Regions from separate parts of the Rattus norvegicus genome. Here region 2 is linked to region 1. The links are chromatin contacts, called in public Hi-C maps. All regions are on one chromosome and are shown on one strand. Each heading gives the region's core, a stretch centred on a gene start, on an enhancer-like site or on the middle of the called end of the contact. The rest is flanking DNA. Distances are from core to core; before and after follow the strand shown. Region 1 has its middle 33 kb from the start of Nfia. Region 2 has its middle 11 kb from the start of Rps18l5.

What was found. Hi-C and Micro-C count contacts between places; a contact is called where the count stands out from the background.
Region 2: a Hi-C map of liver shows a contact between it and region 1, with 8 times the contacts expected there. The contact joins two enhancer-like sites. A contact is called at or near these places in 12 of 12 Hi-C or Micro-C datasets (the A7r5 cell line, the Rat2 cell line, Schwann cells and 7 more) and 1 of 1 datasets of contacts at active chromatin or transcription factors (oligodendrocytes).

The regions. Positions count from the first base shown.
Region 1 is chr5:117,522,457-117,525,383 of GRCr8, forward strand. It overlaps a transcript of Nfia not described here. Among named protein-coding and RNA genes, the nearest start is that of Nfia, 33 kb to the right of the region's middle. Within about 2 kb of position 1,470, at least 4 of the 93 cell types and tissues checked have an H3K27ac peak or open chromatin away from gene starts, as enhancers often do. A contact at or near this core is called in liver, where this site is marked.
Region 2 is chr5:118,100,405-118,103,331 of GRCr8, forward strand. No RefSeq gene overlaps it. Among named protein-coding and RNA genes, the nearest start is that of Rps18l5, 11 kb to the right of the region's middle. Within about 2 kb of position 1,372, at least 56 of the 93 cell types and tissues checked have an H3K27ac peak or open chromatin away from gene starts, as enhancers often do. A contact at or near this core is called in liver, where this site is marked.

The DNA.
Region 1 (2,927 bases), core at 220-2,719:
TCTTGGGCTGTTTACTAATGGACGACCGCCCTGTATAAACCACAGATACTTTCCACTGGGAGGTATCATGGAAATAGATGAGAAATTAAATTCAACAAAGATATTTACCTGCCAAGTTACATTGATAATTTAATCATGACATTGGAGTTTTATTTCTAAATACTGTTAGAAAAATGAAACGGAGATGTTGAATGACTCAGGTCCTGTTGTAACTCATGGGATCATTAAATATAACGGTAAACCGTGTGGATTCTGCGGTTATGATGTCTTCAGATCAGGGACTTTGAGGAAATAACTTTCCAGCCCTTACCTAGGCTCCCTCATCAAAGAATGGCGGTAGTCAGGGTACATTTGTGATAGCTGTGTTATGGATTAAATGAGATGCCTGCAAAGTGGTTTTAAAGCTGTCAGTCGCATGGTAAGTCTTACCGTTACTTATCATTGCAGAGGCCTTTGAATAAATGCAAATTGGTAATCATCTACAGATCTACTGGGGATGGGAATTAACCAATCGTGCACCAAAATGCAGGCCTTCCACTATGGGAATAATTTTGGAGAATATAATGTATCCCCAATGACTGCTATAACATTATGCCACGTGAGACCTGCAAAGGAAAACGGACGAGTCGCAAGCATCAAATGTTATAATCATCTATAACTTCTGGGTTTCCACAGAGCAGTTCTTCCAAAACATAATTAAGGGTTTGAAAGTCAAATGATATGAGTGCTAGTTTTAATTACCGCTTGGTGAACTTTAGTGTGTTAGGATTGTCACAACTTTCCTTAAGGATTACTCCGAAGCCCAGCAATACACTGGGAAATTATTAACTCCTACTTTGGTACAGCAATTATCTGCATTACAAGGTTTATGCAATTAGCTGTTTAAGATGTCATTATATTTTGCCATCTGGTACACAGGAGTTTATGCATATGAACAGGCACGTGTTGAAGTGATTTTCACTATATGACTTGTTCTCAACCCAAGCCATCTCTCTAATGAGGGAAGTTACGGTGCGTCGCGCATTAGTGGCAGGTGCACACCATCAAGCTTCATTTTCATCGAAAACCTTCATTTTTCCATTCTAAAGTATTTTGCACAAGTGCTGGGAAATTAATTAGTCGCTCTCGATTCAAGGCCTGCAGGCATGTTCCTTAGCAGTCAGAGGGGGCGAGGCTTCAGTCAGGGACCTCTCTCTCCTCCTTTCCACTCTGACAGCTCTGCAAGGAACCCTCAGGTAGTGAAAAGACCCGGCATGAGCTCCTGTAGTTGATCTTGCAAAGTGGGAACGAGGGACCTGGCCTTGGGGCGCCCTACACCCCCCCTTTGCGCCCAATATAAAAAACAGATGATCCGATCGCGCTGTCCGGTTACAGAGAACTAGATCCCTAACCTGCCTCTACGTCTGCGCCCCCTTTGTGGATCCCCGGCTGAAGCACATTAAAGCGGCGCCCTCTGGTGTCCGCTTGCGACCGCCGGGTCACATTTAGAGGCTCTGGGATGAAAGTTGTCACCGGATCGGATCGGACCACCAAACTGAGGATCTGTAACTCTAAAATGAACCTTTCCGTCGCACGCGCTGAGTGCGCCACCCCGCTGTCCAGAACGTCTAGGGAATGGGTAACACCTTCCAGGCCCTCCACACTGGACCAGGGTCCCAAGACCCGGGAAGATGCCCCGCGGAAGAGACAGGTTGCAGCATGAAAGTGAGTGAGAGAGTGGACATAGGACAGACCGCACCCCTCGCTCCCGCCCCCTCCCTGGTAGTGAGGGACAGGGAGAGGCCAGGGGATGCAGAGTGAGCACACGTGCTGCTATAGTAATGTGGCACTGACAACCAGCTGGAGCTGCCACTTCCTCTGCGTGGTGGGCATTGCCATTCTTGGGATGCATGGCTCTGGAGTTGCTAGGGAAAACATCCTCCTCCAACCTGCCACCCCCTCTTGGCACCATAGCTGTCTCTTAAGTTTTACCCTCCCTCAGCCCCAGATAGGCAGACGTGTTTCCACTATCTCAGTCTGGGTGCCAGTCCAAGAGTTTAGTTCTCTCCAAAAGGTCAACGGGCTCGTGGCAAGCAGTTAAATCTATGGGATTGATAAAGTCACCCCTCGAGGCTTTTCTTTGGACATTCTTGCTCCCCACCTCCTCCCTTCCCCCCCTCCCCCAGTCTTTCATCTTTTACCTTTGGAGCAGAAACTGACTGAAAAGGGACTAAGGAAAGAAACCTGGACTCTTCTCATTTTCCACACTAGCTTTACAGGGGGTTTGGGTGGGGTGGGGTGAGGGGGCGAACTGGATGTCTTACAGGCAACCGGCATTATTTTTGAAGAAGTAAGTTTATGTGTTGCACTGAACCAGGTCACATCATCATAGTAAAGAATAAAAAACCACAAGCCAAGAGGAGAGCTCAAAACTAGGGATGGAATGAATAAAGCATCTAAATAGATGTATATGAATAAGGGGACCCCAAGGTATTGGCTGTCATCTCAGAAGGTCTCTATGCAGACAAGACTCTTGTAATACAAATGAAGTTTAAGGTGCCAAGAAAAAGAAGCAAGCCTCTATGGGAAGACGGTTGCATAAAGAAACATCAAGCCCAGACTGAGAAGACTGCGGGAGGGGCTGAAACCCAGTAGATAAAACAGGGGGAATGCATAGTTGGAACTAGTCTCATCTGTCTAAAATCTGTGAATGCCTCCCACGAGTCCTGACAAGCAACGGCCTTGACCGCTAGTACTTTAGAATTACTATAACCACCATTTCTCATTTCAATAATTCCAAAGTTGTTGCCAAGATCTCTAGACTTCATGGGTGCCAAGGTGTAGGCTCCTCAGGTAAACCCGTGAGTGTGGCCCATGCTGCATTCACACCAGCAGCTGTGCTGGGTCAAACACTCAGGAGTCCTCTATGTCCACGTTTATGTAGCATT
Region 2 (2,927 bases), core at 122-2,621, 580 kb after region 1:
CAAAAGTCATTCTAGGTGGACACTTGACCACTCCTAGAACCCGGATCTTCTAGAGGGTCCAAGAAGATGTGCCAGTGGCTGTTCTTGTGGGCTGGAAAATGCAGACAAGAGAAGGACTGTAGAATTTAATCTCAGTCGGCAAGGCAAAGCAGTACCATTGCCCTGGTGTGACGGTGACCGCCATCAGAAAACAAAGAACGAAAGTGTGTGTGTGTGTGTGTGTGTGTGTGTGTGTGTGTGTGTGTGTGTGTGTGGTGTCCTTTAATTTTTAATAGCTATTCAGACAGTCCTTGGAGAGGGAATTGGCAGGTTCAGCGGGAGGCTACTCCCCCACCTGTCTCCAGGCACTGCAAACACAGCTGCAGAAGGAGACAGCCAAAGCTTCCAAGGAAAGAAATGGTGCGGAGAGCTGGGGTGGGAGGAGGACGCCTTTCACACAAGCCCACTGGGGACTGGGCCTGTCTAGCAACTGCAAAAACAAGCCAAGAGGACACAGTCGGCTCTCTATACAACTTCATGTTAAGTAAAATCCATTCAAAACCCAGCTCAACACCCGCTTCAAAATCATTGGTTTTTATTGGTTTTGTTCTTTTTTTTTTTTTTTTTTTTTTTTTTAATGTGAGAGCAAGGTAACCAGAGCTCTGGCAAGGCCATGGTCGGGTTTTGCTGCTTGAATCAAGATGAACCTTGAGGATTTACACGCTGTCCTAAGACTTGAAACCAAGTACACAAAACACAAACCTTCAAACCTTCCCGGTACAGTGCCTAGAAATGTCTTTATCTGTATTCCCCCAGGCTGAAAGTACACACACGGTTAGGTTAAAGTTCAACTCCCAAAGAAAAGGAGGAAGGGGGTGGGGGGGTGGAGAGAGGACAGAAACAGCGGAGTCTAAGAGACAGGGGGGAGGGGGAAGGATGGGGACTGGCGGGGGGTGCGGGGGGAGACAGAGAGAGACAGAGAATAGCAGCCCAGGCCAGATTTCAACTGTCCTGATGCAAATGTTAGCAATTCTACCGTGGCCAGGGGCTCGCCGCTCCCCCAAAGTAAGGCAGCAATTAGAAGGGGGGAAGAGGCCGTTTTAGAAGACGAAAACTAAAGCAAAGAGGTATTTTAGGTATCGTTTTAATCACAAAATAGCACGAATGTGGTCTGTGCCTGCGTGCTACACAAACGTCGATTTCAATACCACTGAACGCTAGTTTGAAAATTTCCATTTTTGTAATTTGCTTCCCTTTGTTAGGGCCAAGATTTGAGAGAAACCTGGCAGCGTCCCCAAGCCTGGCACGGGATCGCCTCAGACGCACTCGACTGCTCGGAAGGCGGAGCGGGAGGCACCGGACCCGGCGGTGGGCGGAGCCAGGCCAGTGGGGCCCGGCGCAGCGCCTTCCTCCAGGGCGTCTGGCGCCACCTACCGGCGACCAGGCAAGCGTCAGTGCGACCCCAAAGCAATCTGCCTTGAGATGCCCGGACCTGGTCCCAGGCACTAGCAACAACATTTCCAACAAAGGCCTGCACTCTGACCTAGGAATTGATCTAACTGCTTTACATAAACCCCACCTGAGGACAAAGGCAGTCCACGATCCCAGTATAGGCTCAGGGAAGAGTGTGTGCTCCGACAACTGTGGCATGATTGAACGGATGAATGAACGAGCCAACCAATCAAAGAATGAAACCAGCCTATCAAAGAACAGACACCTAATGAATTAAAAAAATGAAAAAAAAAATCTCAGTTACATTTACGTTTGTCAGACATTTTGTCGATGGCTAGTAAAGTCTACAGTAAGTCTGCACTGTACAGACTACTGCAGTACCCCCTCTCCAGTGTGCAGAGCAGTAAGTTACATCTGCCAAGTTCATCCCACAGCTTCCCTTTACAGGCGAGTAAAGACAGGTTTCTGAAAGTTAAATGCCTTTTCCTATGTCAGTTTGGTGGTCATAGACCTAGTTCAGACCTACATTTTACTGACCTGTTTGGTGTTTATTTTGTAAGGGAAGAGAGTCGTTTCCTCTTTCTGTAGGCTAGCCTGCCCTGACACATGTTCTTAGCTGACTGGTTAAAGGAGGTAACTGGCCCCACCAACTACCTGTGGTTGATCCCTGAGCTTCTGTCCCAGCTTTCTTCTCTGAGCCAAAGCAGCTGTTCATACAGCTGTTTGCTCCAAAAATCAAGCTAATGCCAACTGGCTTTAAAAAGTGAGTGTTTCTTAGAACCTAAAGTCTTTGAGCTTGTGTGTTTGTGAGCTTCAGGCAGGTGCATGTTCCTTGAATCAATACACGTTGATATCCAGTATTGATCCTATATAACCAATCTATTGCACTCCAAGGCGTGCAATAATGCAGCTACTGAGTTTCCCAGCAACAGCTATGTGTGAAGATAGTATCTATTGGCCGAAAGGGAACTCCCATTAGACGTTAACACCCACAAGTCTAATGTAAAGGGTCCGTCCAGCATGAGGCTGTGACTTCATTATGTCAGGGGACTATGATTCTGAGAATACTGGGATCTGAATCGCCAGATTCAGACCACAGCCCAGTGACCAAGTGGAAATCACATACTATGACCTCTGGAAGGATAGAAATGCATCCTAACTGTTGGTCGTGGTGGCGATAGTAGCCATGAATGAATATTAAGTACGTTCTACATTCCAGGCTCTGGGCTAACTACATGATGTATATAATCTGATTTGTCTTCACAAATGTGGGTCTCCATTTTTAATCCCATTTTCAGAATGAAATCATTGAAGCTCTGAGAGTTTGAGAGACTCACCTCTGTTACGGATCCCAGTGGTGGGGATCCTCCTGGAATCCTGACTCCGGCTCCTAACCTTTACATGATAGGATAAATCGCTCGCCCTGCACGGCCTCCATTCACTTCCCTATCTCCCGTGCAAAGCTTCACAGTGGGTCTCGTGTTTCTATTGCCAGT